Linked DNA regions of Mus musculus: regions 2 and 3 are each linked to region 1. A link is a contact called in public Hi-C data. All regions are on one chromosome and are shown on one strand. The core of a region is the stretch at or near the end of the contact, and the rest is flanking DNA. Distances in the headings are between cores, read along the strand shown.

Evidence for each region. A called contact is a pair of places that touch in the nucleus more often than the background predicts.
Region 2: a Hi-C map of the N1E-115 cell line shows a contact between it and region 1, with 7 times the contacts expected there. The contact joins two enhancer-like sites. A contact is called at or near these places in 2 of 484 Hi-C or Micro-C datasets (the N1E-115 cell line and cortical neurons).
Region 3: a Hi-C map of the N1E-115 cell line shows a contact between it and region 1, with 11 times the contacts expected there. The contact joins two enhancer-like sites. A contact is called at or near these places in 1 of 484 Hi-C or Micro-C datasets (the N1E-115 cell line) and 1 of 9 other capture datasets (embryonic tail).

What each region holds. Positions count from the first base shown.
Region 1 is chr12:33,495,531-33,500,428 of GRCm38.p6, reverse strand. It overlaps the pseudogene Gm9368. Among named protein-coding and RNA genes, the nearest start is that of Gm23529, 45 kb to the right of the region's middle. Within about 2 kb of position 1,963, at least 4 of the 459 cell types and tissues checked have an H3K27ac peak or open chromatin away from gene starts, as enhancers often do. A contact at or near this core is called in the N1E-115 cell line, where this site is marked.
Region 2 is chr12:34,344,449-34,349,346 of GRCm38.p6, reverse strand. All of the region lies in intron 14 of Hdac9 (histone deacetylase 9), which reads left to right. Among named protein-coding and RNA genes, the nearest start is that of Gm51984, 130 kb to the right of the region's middle. Within about 2 kb of position 1,931, at least 4 of the 459 cell types and tissues checked have an H3K27ac peak or open chromatin away from gene starts, as enhancers often do. A contact at or near this core is called in the N1E-115 cell line, where this site is marked.
Region 3 is chr12:34,197,333-34,202,230 of GRCm38.p6, reverse strand. All of the region lies in intron 23 of Hdac9 (histone deacetylase 9), which reads left to right. Among named protein-coding and RNA genes, the nearest start is that of Gm51984, 15 kb to the left of the region's middle. Within about 2 kb of position 1,995, at least 27 of the 459 cell types and tissues checked have an H3K27ac peak or open chromatin away from gene starts, as enhancers often do. A contact at or near this core is called in the N1E-115 cell line, where this site is marked.

The DNA of each region.
Region 1 (4,898 bases), core at 714-3,213:
CTAGTACAATAATGCTGTGATTAACATGGGTGAGGCCAATTGTTTCCCAATTGTACTTAAGTTTTACTCAATAGGAGAGAACTGGCATCAGGCTATATAATCCAGGACAAAGATCCATTTGAGAAAGCACTATTAATATTTAATAATCAGATAGGGTTTTAGTCTGAAAGTATTTTCAGGATCTTAGGCTCTCTCTCTCTGTCTCTCTCTGTCTCTCTCTCTCTGTCTCTCTGTCTCTCTCTCTCTCTGTCTCTCTCTGTCTCTCTCTCTCTCTCTCTCTCTCTCTCTCTCTCTCTCTCTCTCTCTCTCCCTCTCTCCCTCTCTCTCCTGAACTATAAGAGTATCTTGTCATTACTGGCTGATTTATCTTTGAAGAAATCAGAAATTACCATAAGAGACCAAACTAAAAATGCCGAATTCTGGAAAGGACCATGTAATGTCATTGAACTTCAACTGAACCAGAACAAAATATGAGAACCTAATCAATAATGGATTGTTAGTTCTTGTTCTTTAAATTATGGCACCCTCTTCCTAAACCCTCCACTCTGTGACCGCAGTGAGTTGCTGCTTCCGTTCACTATATGTGTTGGAATGTGAACTCTTGTCTTTCCAAACAGATCTAGTCAAGGTATGAATGTTTATTTTATTTATTCAAATGTGTGTATGCTAGCTGAGCTCTGAATAGTTTTTCAAACATTAACTACCAACTGCCTGGCCACTTTACTATCTCCAGGAGTAAAAAGACTGCACTCTGTCTCTAAGAAAACTTCTATCATTAGAAATAATTTAGTTTTATGTCAGGCAGGAATAAACCGAAGAGCTGTCTAGGTTGATACATTTTGTATCCTCTGACACTACATATAATTTCCTTCTATTAATAACACATAATTATTTCATCTGAAATAACTAATTACGAATTAACTGATTATTCTAAGTCTCCATGTTTTTATTCAACTGACCCGACTAATATACCTTCCACATCTTAGACCTTGTCTTTGGCACGTGTACTAGAAGAGAAAAGAATAGAACCATCTTTTTGAGTTAGCTGCTTATTGGGATGCAGAAGAGCAACCAAATGACAGTAAGACTACAGTTGTGACAAGACGGCTCTTATTTTGAAAGTACAACCTCACGGCTCCCGCTATAGACCAAATGAATTAGGGAAAGTTTTCTGGGGTTGGTAGTAATTAAGATAAATCTGTAGGATAAGAATAGAAAAGTGAAGCGGCATAAACTCAAGCAAGAGAAGATGAAGAGCTGCAGAGCTTCAGTTCAGCTTGACTGGGAAAAAAAAAAAAAGGTTTTTCATTAAGAATCCATTTGTAAAATAATGAAAGAGGCCTGTACCGTATTTAAAAGGGACCTACAATAATAACAGGGTGGAATGGATTTTTTTAAGTGGGTGTGATAATAATATAAAGCCTGCAAGAATGGCGCCAACCCCAGCAGGAAGAAGAATGAGACAGGATAGTTTGGAAATGGCTTGACTTTCAGTTACTTGAAGACAGATAAGGGTCTCTCTAAGGTCCCATCAGTTCAAATCCAGTGAGCCAAGGTGCAAGTCACCTGAAGAAACAGTCATAAGTCACCGTGTGCATTTATTTTCCCTACCACAGTCCAGAAAGGAGGACTGAATCAATTCTCAATCCAGGGCTTTGCCTGCAGGAATGATAGATAGCAGGCCATTTTCAGTGGGTCAAGAGCAACATCGCGTTTACTCAGCACTGAAATGCAGTTAGGGCACGAGGAGCTGGGTGGCTTCCAGAATTATGAAATCAAACGTTTGGCAACAAAATTAATCAAATGAACAAATGTCTTTTGGGGTCTTTTTATTTTCTTACCTCGGCTTGCATGAAGCCTAACATTAGGTTATTCAGAACTTCACCTCATCCCGCGCGCTTTGTCTCACGTGATAAAAATCATTAATATTAGGTACATATACATTTAGGTATTCTGGAGTTCATCATTTTATCCCTGAAGCCCAATACCAACTGATACCTGAATCATCAGATTGGCTTTGCAAACTGTCATCTCACGGAAGTCTGTGAGTTCGTTTATAATTTTCAAATATTAAATCTTAACTTCCTGAAATTGCTCTTTGCTTAAATCGGCTTCTTTTGTCAGCTGAGCTCAAAGCATGCTGCCCAACTAGACTTAACTAGTCTTCCCCTCTTAGCTCTGGATTTCATTATTCAGTAATCCTAAATAAATGGAAGAGCCCACCCATTCTGTCCCAATCCCCATACTGGAGAAGAACACGAGTTACTTTCACTTCTTTAGCCACGGCATCCCGTTATGACTTCTAAAGCACAATTCTAAAACATGATTTTGAATGAGAGCTCTAAATTACCATTTTGCAATAGCAACAGCAATAGCAATTTAGTTTTAATATAACAGAAAACTTGGATCAGAAACCCAAAGTTTAGTCCCTAGTTTGGAAGTAACTACATATTTTATATTGAATAAGTCAAGCCTAAATATTCTCCAGTTCTTCCTGATTGAGATAACTTGCATAGAGCAGGTCTCTTCTGTTTCTTTCCTACTCGTTTGGTTATGTTTAATGCAAATATAGTGCATGGAAGGGTGCTGTAAAAAAAAAGATCAGAGCAACAGAATAAATCTTACCATGAAGTCATGGCATCTAAACCTCTGAATAGGCTCCATAAGCACCCTCATCGTGACAGCCACTGCTATCATGACAGAGTATTTATCCCAGGTCTGTGTGTTCCTGTCCTCATGCTAGACACCGAGATATAGCGAATGAATTAAACAGACGTGGTCTGGCTGAACGCCTAGTAGCACAGTAGATAAAAAGAGAAACTGGTTTCCCACACGTAACTGTTCTTTCAAAGGAAGCGTTTATCGGCTTTTCCTTCAGCATGATTCATGATGTGCAGGACTCTACACGTGTGGATTAAGAAGGGATGACTGAGAACTGCATGGACAAATTAAGTCAGTCAGTGCCACCTGCAGTTGGAACGATGACATAAAGCCTGCCACTTCTTAATGGGAAAATCACATAGAAACTTAAATGAAGGAAGTCAGCAAAGGTATCAAACACTGGATACTTACTAAATACACTTTGGAATGAGGAGGAATAAGAAGAAAAATTCAGTATCTTTATAGTTTTATTCTCTAGATAAATACTATAGCTATTAGTACAAATTTAAGTCCAGAAATCTATTATCTATGCATTTTTATTTATTATGTTTTAAAAATTAGTATAAAAAACAGTTTCATTATTAGAAGTTGCACACATTTTATACCATATTTTGCTGATGTTAGTCCTCCTCGATTCTCTACATTGTCTTCCTTCCTCTCTTCTAACTAGCCACCTCACTTTTTATATTACACATAGAGAAACATAACGGCAAACAAAGGACACACTGATTGGCATTAAAGAACATAGTCTACCACCTGAAGATAGTGACTACTGTAATGTTTCAAATATACCTTGAAAGAAATTGGAGCTTTCTTCGCTGCCCAGAGACGGGTCCACATCAGAACTAAAAGGAAAACTTAACACCTTGTCAGGAGCCCTTGACTGTCCAACGGATGGAGGAGGATATCCTCAGATTCCTTACCGAAGGAACCCACTTCGGAGGCACCAACCCTGACTCTCAGAAAGAGCAGTACACCTACAAAAGGAAAAGTAACTGTATCGACATCATAAACCTGAAGAGGACCTAAGAGAAGCTATTGCTTGCAGTTTGAGCTGTAGTTGCCATTGAGAGCCCTGCTGATCCCAGCGTCATCTTCTCTAACAACAGGAACAGCAATCTGTGCCTGCCACCACTGGCACCACTGGCACCACTGGCACCACTGTTAACTGCTGGCTGCGTCACTGCGTCACTCCTGGGACCTTCACTAACCAGATCCAAACAGCCTTCAGGGAGCCACAGCTTCTGGCGATGACTGTTCCCAGGGCTGACCACTAGCCTCTCATAGAAGCATCTTACGTCAAGACACCTTTGCTCTGTGTTACATAGACTCTCCTCCGTGCTATATGGACATTGTCATCTCTTGCAACAAGGGAGCTCCGCGTATGTGACACTGTCTCCGGTGAGCACTTGTGGAATATTACACTTGATCTCTTCTTCCAGAAGGGGTGGAGGAGGAGGAGCAGGCTGCTGCTGAGAAGGCTGTGACAAAGGAGGGATTTCAGGTCAAATGGACAATGCTAGCTCCTGAGATCACTGCTGTTCAGCCTGAGTGGCCGACTGGTCTGAGGATATGCAGGTACCTTCTGTGCCCATCCAGCAGATCCTGGCAGAAGACTGGAGTGCTCAGCTGGCTACTGAGGACTGGTCAGCCGCTCCCCCAGCCCAGGCCACCGAGTGGGTTGGAGCCACCACTGAATAGTCCTGAGCTCCTCTGCAGACACCTAAGCGAAGGGAAAAAGTGGAAGGAAAATAACGTTCCTAAAAGCTGTCAACAAAAGAAGCGGGAAACAAAGAGCAGTTAAAATATGGGTGTGTGAACTAATTCATTTATAAGCTTTAGATATGGTGAACTGATACATTTATAATGCTTTAGATATGGTGAACTGATACATTTACAATGTTTTAGATATAGTGAACTGATACATTTATAATGCTTTAGATATGGTGAACATTTATGAGCTTTAAATATGGTGAACTGATACATTTATAATGCTTTAGATATAGTGAACTGATACATTTACAATGCTTTAAATATAGTGAGCTGATACATTTATAATGCTTTGGATATGGCAAAGCACATCCATACCTTGACATCATTTTTTCTTCAAAAGATGATGATAAAAATAAAAGTAAGTTGATATAGTATAAAGATATAATAGATAAAATATTTAACTCTTTTTTATTACGTATTTTACTCAATTACATTTCCAATGCTATCCTACAAGTCCCCCATAC
Region 2 (4,898 bases), core at 682-3,181, 850 kb before region 1:
GCCTATTTGGTCTTTGTGCAGAGTTAGTGCTCAATTGGTTTACTGCATATTGGAAAGGAGTGGGCTATCCCTAAGCACACATCAGAGAGAAGTTCTCTGGTCTGAGGGATTTTGGAAACTGTGCTATGTGGGAGTCTTATAGAACAGTGGTTCTCAACCGTCCTAATGCTGTGACTTTTTAATTTAGTTCCTCATGTTGTAGAGACCCCCAACCATAAAATTATTTTGTTGCTATTACATAACTATAATTTTTTTACTCTTATGAATCATCATGTAAATGGCTGTGTTTTAGGTGGTCTTGGGAGACCCCTGTGGAAAAAAAGCAGTTGCAACCCACAGGTTGGAAACCGCTGTTGTAGAGACATACAGCACGTACATACAGTAAATTCTTATACCTGGTCTGACTTAGTAGAAAGAAATAAAATAAAATAAAACCACAAGGAACTGTTTTAAATGTGATTCTTTTGTGAAACACAATTTTTAAACACTGACCTAGACCATCAGTAATAAGCTTTGATTTCACCACATTTTAGCTTTTAGGTAACAAAATTGAAGAATAAACAATATTTTCTTCTTTTTTATGGTCTATGGGGAAAAGACTTGAGTCTAACCCCATTTATCTTAGAATAAGTTTGATATTTCTTGCGGTCTCTCTTTAAAAAGATACTGTGTGGGCTACCATAGACTATCGGGCATCTGGTTAGTATACATACATTTTCAGTGTGCTATGGCTACATTTTGTTTGCTGATTTTATGTATAAACAGTGGTGTTTAGAGTATACAGAACTGATAGGCTACTATCTTCCTTTACATTTTTTAGATTTGTTTTACTTTATGTGCATGCATGTGTGTGCATCACAAACCTGCTTGTTGGGTCCCCTAGAACTGAGGGTATGATGGTTATGATGGTTATGATGGTTATGGTTACCATGATTATGAGTGTTGGGAATCTAACCTCCACCCTCTACATAAACAAGTGCTCTTAGCTGCCGGTGACGTGGCCAGCCCCAGCCTGGTATCCTTATTTACATTTTATCCTAAGGGGGAAAGTACACTGTTTGGATAGTGACAATTAATGCTTTTGTTGTTGTTCTACACTTTGTTGGAGGAAAAGAATCCTACATTAGAGCTATATATATGTCTGTATTTAAAACCAATCATATTCAGTAGCTGCTATCACATGATTTTTTGTATGACATCATATACTGTATTGTTTTTACATATTTAATGTGGTTTTGCTATTACAGTTTTACTTGATAAAATTTGCATAACATAAACACTAATATATTTTTAAATAGCAGCTAATAATGAGCACAAAGAAACAGACAATAAGTTAAGATGATATCATTTTTGACACACATGTGTTGCAAGGATAGATGGACAGGGACCTTTGGCATATTTGCATATTTCTGTTCCCTGCTTTGCAGTTTTTTTCCCAGTACATATTTTACTTTTAAAAAGAAAAGTGAAATTACCTCATTGTCCTGGGAAGGAAAGGAGATAGGGAGAGGGGAAAGGAGAGAGAGAGAGAGAGAGAGAGAGAGAGAGAGAGAGAGAGAGAGAGAGAGAGAGCGCCCTGCTTGTGGCCCAGCTGCCGTACACCCTGAGGCACTTTCCAGCAGGGGATGCTCACAGAGCAGACAGTCTGTGTGCTGTGGACACATTTAAGAATGACAAGAAATGTGCACTGTAAAAACACTTTAATGACTTTATTCAAAATACTCTGTTCATAGGCTTTAGAAGTAGCCCAGCCTCTGATACCAATCAATAGTATATGTAAAATTAAGGACTCACTCAATGAGTCATTTGCATCTTGCCGTTTGCCTTAAAATGACACTTTGCAAACCACAGTACATATGTTGCTGTGCATCAGTGAGGCGAACCCATAACTACTTTGACGAACAGAATCAAAGTAAAGTTAAATTGCTTAAAGCCCAGATTTAGGGAACGAAATTGAGGGTTGTAAACTAGTAGCCAACTAAAGCAAAACAGCCTGGAATGCCGGGAACCAATTGCACACATGAGGTCCAAGCAAAACAGATTGAATTGCTCGTGCTGTAATAAATTATAGATTTCACATTTGTATTTTGCAAGTGAGCACAGCAGCAAGTCAAGCACGTGGAAATAGAGACCAAAAGATGTCTTTTCCAATTCAGCCACACCTGTGACTAACAGGTAGAACATGCAAAGAGTTGGGCAGACAAGACTAAACTATGCCAACACTTGGAGACCAGAGTGCCACTGCAGAGGTAAACCATGGCTGTGGCAGGTGAAGGGTTAACTGTCACAGATGACTTAATGAATGTGATGCTTTTCACCCCTTCCTTTGTCTCTCTGTTCTCACAAGAAAACCCACACCACATTTAGCCTACACCCAAGGGGCTATCTCATTTTCTTCAGGGTTAATTTTCTCTCTTAACATAATGAGATAAATGACTCAGTAGGGCTAGTATCCTGGGAATGTTCAGAGGGCATGAAATGGTCACAAAATGGTTTATCTCCAACCTTCATTAGCCCATGAGATAACTGATTCTGGATATCCTATTTACTTACAACAATGAGGGACTTCTAAGGGAAGAGAGTTGCTGCCACAATGATGGAACTTGGCCTCCTGTTTCAGAACAGAGACTCACAAATCCCATTGGTGGGTCAAGACTGTCCAGAGTGAGAGGATGGGCTGATTTATGCTTCTAAGGTGTCCTGGAGTGTATCTGCCCTGATTGGTTTCCTTGATCTTGACATAAGTCACTTTGGAGTCAAGATAATGAATGTTACATTGAAGAGGCCCTCTGCTCTATGCAAATGGAATCTTATCTTCAAAGAGGGCAAATGCTTGAGAGAATTTCTTAGTGATTTAGAAGTATTACAAAAGGAAAATATTTTTGGATATTCATCCCTGACTATGTCTCATTTACTCTCACTTGAATAAGCAATGAAGCAAATCTATTAAAATAGTTTTAAATTTTCTTGCTTCTTCTTCTTCTTCTTCTTCTTCTTCTTCTTCTTCTTCTTCTTCTTCTTCTTCTTCTTCTTCTTCTAACTTTAGATTGTTATTAGTGGAAAGATTAATATGTATAATTAGCAACCTAAGTGCTGCTTCATATTTATTCTAAGTCAAAGAAGTCACACAACTTGAGACTTCTTGGCCCTGTATCTGTAGAACAAGGTGACTGTAAGAAACTCAGTCCTGAAACTAAATAAGGTTCATTGATGTAGGAAAAAAAATGATGATACCAGGTGCAATGCATTTGTAGGTGTGCATGAATCTAACAGTCAAGTTAGATGAAAAACATGTTATGTGTATACAGGGATGCTCTGGGATGTGTCTCTATACAGGGATGCTCTGGGATGTGTCTTTATACTGGGATGCTCTGGCTTATATCTAGATAGAGGGATTTTTTGGGATGTGTTTGTACAGGAATGCTCTGGGTTTGGGGCATTAGATGTTGAACGCAAATACAGACTTTGAATTACATCTTGTATTTCCCTAATTTTTTCTGCTGTGCCATTTTTCCAAAGCCTTTGTTGGCTGGCATAGTACATATTTGTTCGACATCTTTGTAGATTGATTGGAAAGAGTAAAAGCAGTCTGTTGGCAGGATGTAGTGACACTTTTCAGCAGTGAGGACTTGGGAGCTACAAAAGAGTGAGCAGTTTGTGACAGTCTCTCTGCTTCTTTCATCCTAGTGCTGATGTGTAGAATGCACCAAGTTTAGAGATGCAGATGGGTCAGGTCTTTGTTCTTTGGCATTCAAAACCTAGATGGAATGAGTGACTTATAACTGTAGCCTGAACATATCCTCACCTGAACTTTAACTGCAGCCAAAACAATGAATGAAGCTGGGTATGGAGGCTCATGCCTGAAGTCCTACTAACACTTGGTAGACTGAAGCAGGAGCATTGCTGTGAGTGAGGTCCCTAGGTTATAAGGTGCACTCCAAGCTAGCTAGAGATACATTGCAAGGCGCTGTCTCAAACAACAAACAGCAAAGAAAACCCGAAAGGTGTTTTAGAGGATCATTCTGTTTTCTAGTTTCTCCTCACACTTAAATTCATCTTACTGCCTACGGTACTACACTCAGATGACAACATGCTCACAGTAAATACTTCACACACAGCTGTTGAACTCAGAGCATTCAAATTGTTGCCACATCTATCCTATAAATACAATTAAATATGTTAGAGCTTTTTTTCTTATGAGGCTACCTTTTTCCTTCCTATTTTCAACCATAGAGTTATTTTAACTGAATTCATTCACAGCATCCCAAAATGATGGCTTCTTTACTCTACTGGACTTTTACTTTCAATTCACTGAAGTAGCGTAGGTATGAAATTGTAATTAAGTTATCTTAAAAGCTATCTCAGGTTACAAAACTATATTATAGTTTCATAATTATATGTTTGTGTATATTGCATAGCTTCAAATGATTATTTAGATAGATGTTATAATTAGTACAAGTAAAACTATGTTATACATCTTAAACTTATGTAACAACAGCAATAGCTTGTGGTGATTCTTATCATTACTTGAATGAAAAGATTTATGACAGAACAGGTGACAGAATAGTGAACAAACCTTTGACAAGGACGTTAGCAGTCATTATACAGACATTTAATATCAGTGTGGTTGGCCATGGGTTAGAGGTGTGATTACAAAAGTGTTGGCCAGAAAGATCTCTCCTCCTACAAGCAAGCATTAATGTGTTTTAAATGGAGAAATGAGTTTAAAAAGGAACCAGAAGACTCCATGTATTAGTCAAATGCAAAAGCAAGTTATTGGTCTGATAGAGGGCTATAATCTGCTTACAGATGCATGTGAAATCCCACCAGGAAGAGTCTTCCTCTAACAATGGTCCGGTCAGGTGTGAAGCAGTGCATGCTGGGTACTTATCTGTGAT
Region 3 (4,898 bases), core at 746-3,245, 700 kb before region 1:
CCCAGACACATTTCTGTCACTTTAACCTTTTGGGTGTTCAGAAATTCTACAGTAAAAATATCATTTCAGAAATATAACATCTCTCCAGCAAATATAATTACGCTCGGTGACCCAGCAGGTGGAAAAGATGAGGGTGAGTCGTATCAACCTCTTTATGCAGCACATTAATTTCTACAGAGAACTAAACTCTGCCCAAGGTATGCGAATATATTCCATTCTGTTGAGGGTTTTTTTTTGTTTTTTTGAAAATGTAAAATTAAACAATTATATGATAAGCCATTGCTCCTTAATTTGCAGTACCGCTTTCAATATCTTGTCTTTGTTGTAGAAGAGCATGTAAGACCCAATAGGGTCAATAGGCTTGGGAAGCTACAAGGTAGGAAAGGCTTCATGCTATGGTCAAGGGCAAACACAAAATCCTGGATCAAGAAGGGCTCACGAGATGCAACCTGAAATTTTCTTCTCTCGTAATCTTTGGTGAAGTGTATTGTCTTATAAAATGTCTGCATGCTCTCCTTGGGAAGGACTTCTAACTGTAACTGAACCACAAGGCTGCCCCCTGGTGCTTTATGTATTGTTTAATTGTTTGCCTTTGGTGAATGTTTTTATTAAAAGCCCATTATTTAGAGTAGGACCAAAGTGTCACTTTAAGAACAACAGAGGCAGAGCTGTTCAGCGGAATAGTTCCTTTTCATGGGTGTGTTTAATGCACACTGGATGCAGCTAATGAGCTGAAATTTCTTCTTGTAATACTTCAAAAAGAGCAACAACAACAACAAACAAAATTCTCCTTTTTTTATTTTCCTCTAATAAAAGGTGACTGGATTGGCTGTAAGAGCCATACTTGAGGATGGCTGTGCCCCAGCCAGGAGACGAGAACGGTGTCTGTCTGTGGTCATCTGCTCTGTCTGCCTCTGTTGTAGGGGATTTTGTTTCCAGTCACATACACTTCTCTGCACGTGGCCCTGGGATCATGGGAGGCAATGAAGTATGTGAGTTTCTCGGAGTGTTTACCAGGCCCTTTTGTGTTTCAGTGTATATCTGAGTGGGAGAGATAGGCCTTATTGTCTTCGGATTCTTCATAGTCTGTTTGCCAGGAAACTTCATCTCAGATTTTTTTTCCCAGCACACATTAGGCCCAGGAGTATTTTGAATTCAGTGATTCTAATGCTTGAGGTTCTTCTCTCTGAATAGCCCTTCTCTTATAGCTTCACCGGCACATTGGTCGCTTGCGAATTTGTTAGGATTTGACTCTGGAGAAAGTTCAGTGTTTGCCACCAGGTCCTCACAGACAGCAAGTAAGAGGCCTTTTCATTGTTTAGCTGTCTTCTTCCAGAGCTAATCTAGGGCTGTGACCCAGCCTCCAGCAAAAAATGAAAAGCCGAAGTACCTTGATACAATTTCTAGGCCCTAAATGATCTCATTAAATTCTGACTCTAGATATCAAGTAGACATTTGAGGAAATATGATTATTGACAAAATGTAAGCCTGTTATACACTATATTACTTCAAAAGGAGAAAGGCCATTAGGACATAATTACATCAGAAACAGTATACACATTGGGCTGGTTTATAAACTGTCACTTTCAGAAGTATGAAGACGTATAAAAGTTTCCAAAGGTCCCATTATGACCCTATTTCCAACAGTATTCTCTGACAAACTAAATAAATTACTGCATGTATTGGACCTTTGAGGCTTGGGGCAAAGAATGGAAAAATTATTTACAAAAGCTTGAAAATATTTAATCACTAGAGGCAGGGGGGCAACGGTGTTTTAATTAGCAGGTCCTCGGGCCATTGGCTGACTGGAGGCTTTCTCAAACAACCACACAAATGCACTGAATAGCTGTTTGCCAGCCTTAGGGTCAGGCCTGAGATGAAACAGATAAGATAATTGGCTCTAATGAAATCCAGAAGGCCTTGGCTTTCTTGTTTGAGCTTGGATTTGAAAAGTGCGTGTGGAAGTGAGGCTTAATTCAAACCAGAACTGAGCTAGGCCCATTTCTCAGTGACTTTGATATTGTTTGAAGTTCTGAAAGTGTTCGCCACACCGCTAGCCTGCTGGGCTGGGCCTCCCTGGTACCCTTAATTACTAAGCTTTATTGCTGACTTTACTACACAGGAAAGGGGCCATTATATGTTCCATCAACATCAGCTCTTCTCAGATTGGAGGAAAGGGCAGGGTTAAAGGCCACTGTAGGAAGGCAGCAGCTTCACTTTGAGGTAGGCAGATCATTTACCAGTGTTAAGTTTCAGTGTTATGTACATACATTCCTCACAACACAGAAGCCCGATTTCCATTTTTAAAGCAAATGATTACTTCTCTAAATATTTTCACTATGCCTCTTCCCACTCCCCCAGCAGAAGAGAAAAATAATTCCACACCATACAATATAACCGAATAAAAAATAAAATGAAAAACAAAACTTGACAATGCCTCCCAATTAATCATCATAGCAGCAGGCCAGGTCGGAATCTATAATAAGGAGGATTATTATTGATGCACCTTTGAAGTAGAGAAATCAGTGAGGAGCCCTCCTGTGCTGGGAGACACCCCGAGGAATAAAGACCCCTCAGGAGAGCCTACAGAATGAAATCCCCATTTTCAGACTCTTTCACAAAGAGGTTCCACAAAAGAGAATGCCTCCCATTCCATTCGGAAGCCAAATAGAAAAAAAAAAAAAAACAAACAAACAAACATGGAAGCGCCCTTTCCAGGACCCACTGAGTAGTGATGGGGTCACTACTTGCCACCAGTTGGTAAGGACAGAGTATGCATCTGCATGAATAAAGAAGTATCCATTCTTAGCGCTCTCAGAGATTTGCTTGTGCTAGGAAGGCTACAGGACATGCAATCTCCTCAATCATTTCCTGCCCCTTGTATCCTATCTTTGAATAGTCAATCCATGAGTGATACCATCAGACTTAAGTGTATTTTGCATTTTTTAAATAAACATGATAAAAGTGTTCTAATAATATGCATGGTCCTGTGGACAATTAAACTCTTTCTGAGTATTCTGTGTAGAGGGGCTACAGGACAGGAGCTCTCTAAGACCATGGTGTATATAGCTGCCCCTAAGTAAACAATAAGCAGTCAGAGAGAACAGCATTAGGAAGACAGAACTAAGACCTACTCTCTAGCATCTCTCTCTTCTTAGAGAAATGTAAGAGAATCTTCATAGAATTTTTCCAATCATGATCATGAGATCAGCTTGGATCAGAAAACTTAAGAGTCATAGTGTCCTCAGCTCACTTGAAATACTAACTCATTTTCCAGTAAGTACTCTTGTACACTGAGTGTTTGTGTACTCCACCATTCATATGCTCATCCCTAAAACCCAGTATGTGGTACTTGGAGATGGGACCTTTGAGTGGTAAATAAGGACTACGAGTGGTTCTAAGGGCCAGGCCCTACATTGAATCCATCAGTGCCCTTGTAGAGACTACAGCAGAGAGCTTGTTCACAGAACAAATTCAAAGATCAAGGAAAGGCTTGGGGAGTGAACACTTCCAAGCCATGAAGAGGGTCCCCAACAGAACCAACCACCCTAAGCAGGCCACTTCCCCATGTCTTGTCTTCAGGAATCTAAGAAAGTACATTTTTGCTATTTAAATCACTTGGCCAATAGGTTTCCATTGTTGCTACTGTTGTTTAAGACATCAGCTAAAGTAGGATAAGAGGGACACAAGAAACCTTTTGTTAAGACTGAATAGCCCACTTATAACTATATTCAAATATGTCAGTGTGTTTTCCAAGCTGTAATCACTAAGTACTAGGTTTAAGGGATATTACATTTTTCTCATCAATTAAAAAGATCTCTTTGTAAAAATATCTATCAACAGACAAAGTTTCATGAATCATTTCCTCAAATTCTTTGATAATTGGACTCCCAGATGCTGTCAGCTTTCCACTTTAACATACTTATAGGTAGATTTGAAACTAACATTTCTTTAAACATTGCTTAAATTCCTGACAGATGGGAAAAACATGATAGAAATTTTAGGCAGTTAATCATTTGTCCAATAAATATGATATGAGTAAAGAGAATTTATCTGTAAGAATCTTATCATCTACCTGGCATGGTGGTGCACACCTTCAATCCCAGCACTCAGGAGGCAGAGGCAGGCGGAATTCTGAGTTTGAGGCCAGCCTGGTCTACAGAGTGAGTTCCAGGACAGCCAGAGCTACACAGAGAAACCCTGTCTTAAAAAACCAAAAAAAAAAAAAAAAAAAAAAAAAAAGAATCTTACCATCTAATAAAAAATATGTGTACTGAGACTTAGTGTACAGTACTGCACTATCACATATGCTGCACACTGAGAGACCATGCTCTGTGGATGATCTTGTCATGTCCTATGGATTGTGTTTCAGTAGTTCCTAGATAGCATACACTCATGATGATGAAGGAAGAAGCAGAGACAAAGTGAATAAGTGAAGAACAAGAGACAAGTGGGTCAGTTTCCTCTGCTATCTCTGTGAAACCACTGAGTGAGTTTTCTTAGGGTAAAGTTACTGCCATTCAAAATTAGAGCAAATTGGTGATCCTTTGCAGTCTCTTTGTATATTTAATTTTAGCTTAAATATAAACACATACCCCTGTCTTTATTCTAGACCAGATACAACACATTAAAAATGTAGATTAGTTCTTTTTAAAATGTTTATACTTAACAACAGATTACAGTGTGACCATATAATTGGCTTTGTGAGTAGATTTATTTATGGATTTACAAATTTTTAAAGCCTCATTTTTATTCATGATGATATTTTGCTGAGGAACAGGAAGAATGGTTTGTCTGTCAGTCAATGAGAAGAGAGTATCAAGTGACCCTTGCCTTGTGAGTATTCTGCATGATATGAAGAGAACATATGTCCCTATGAGACAGTAAATGTTAGAATC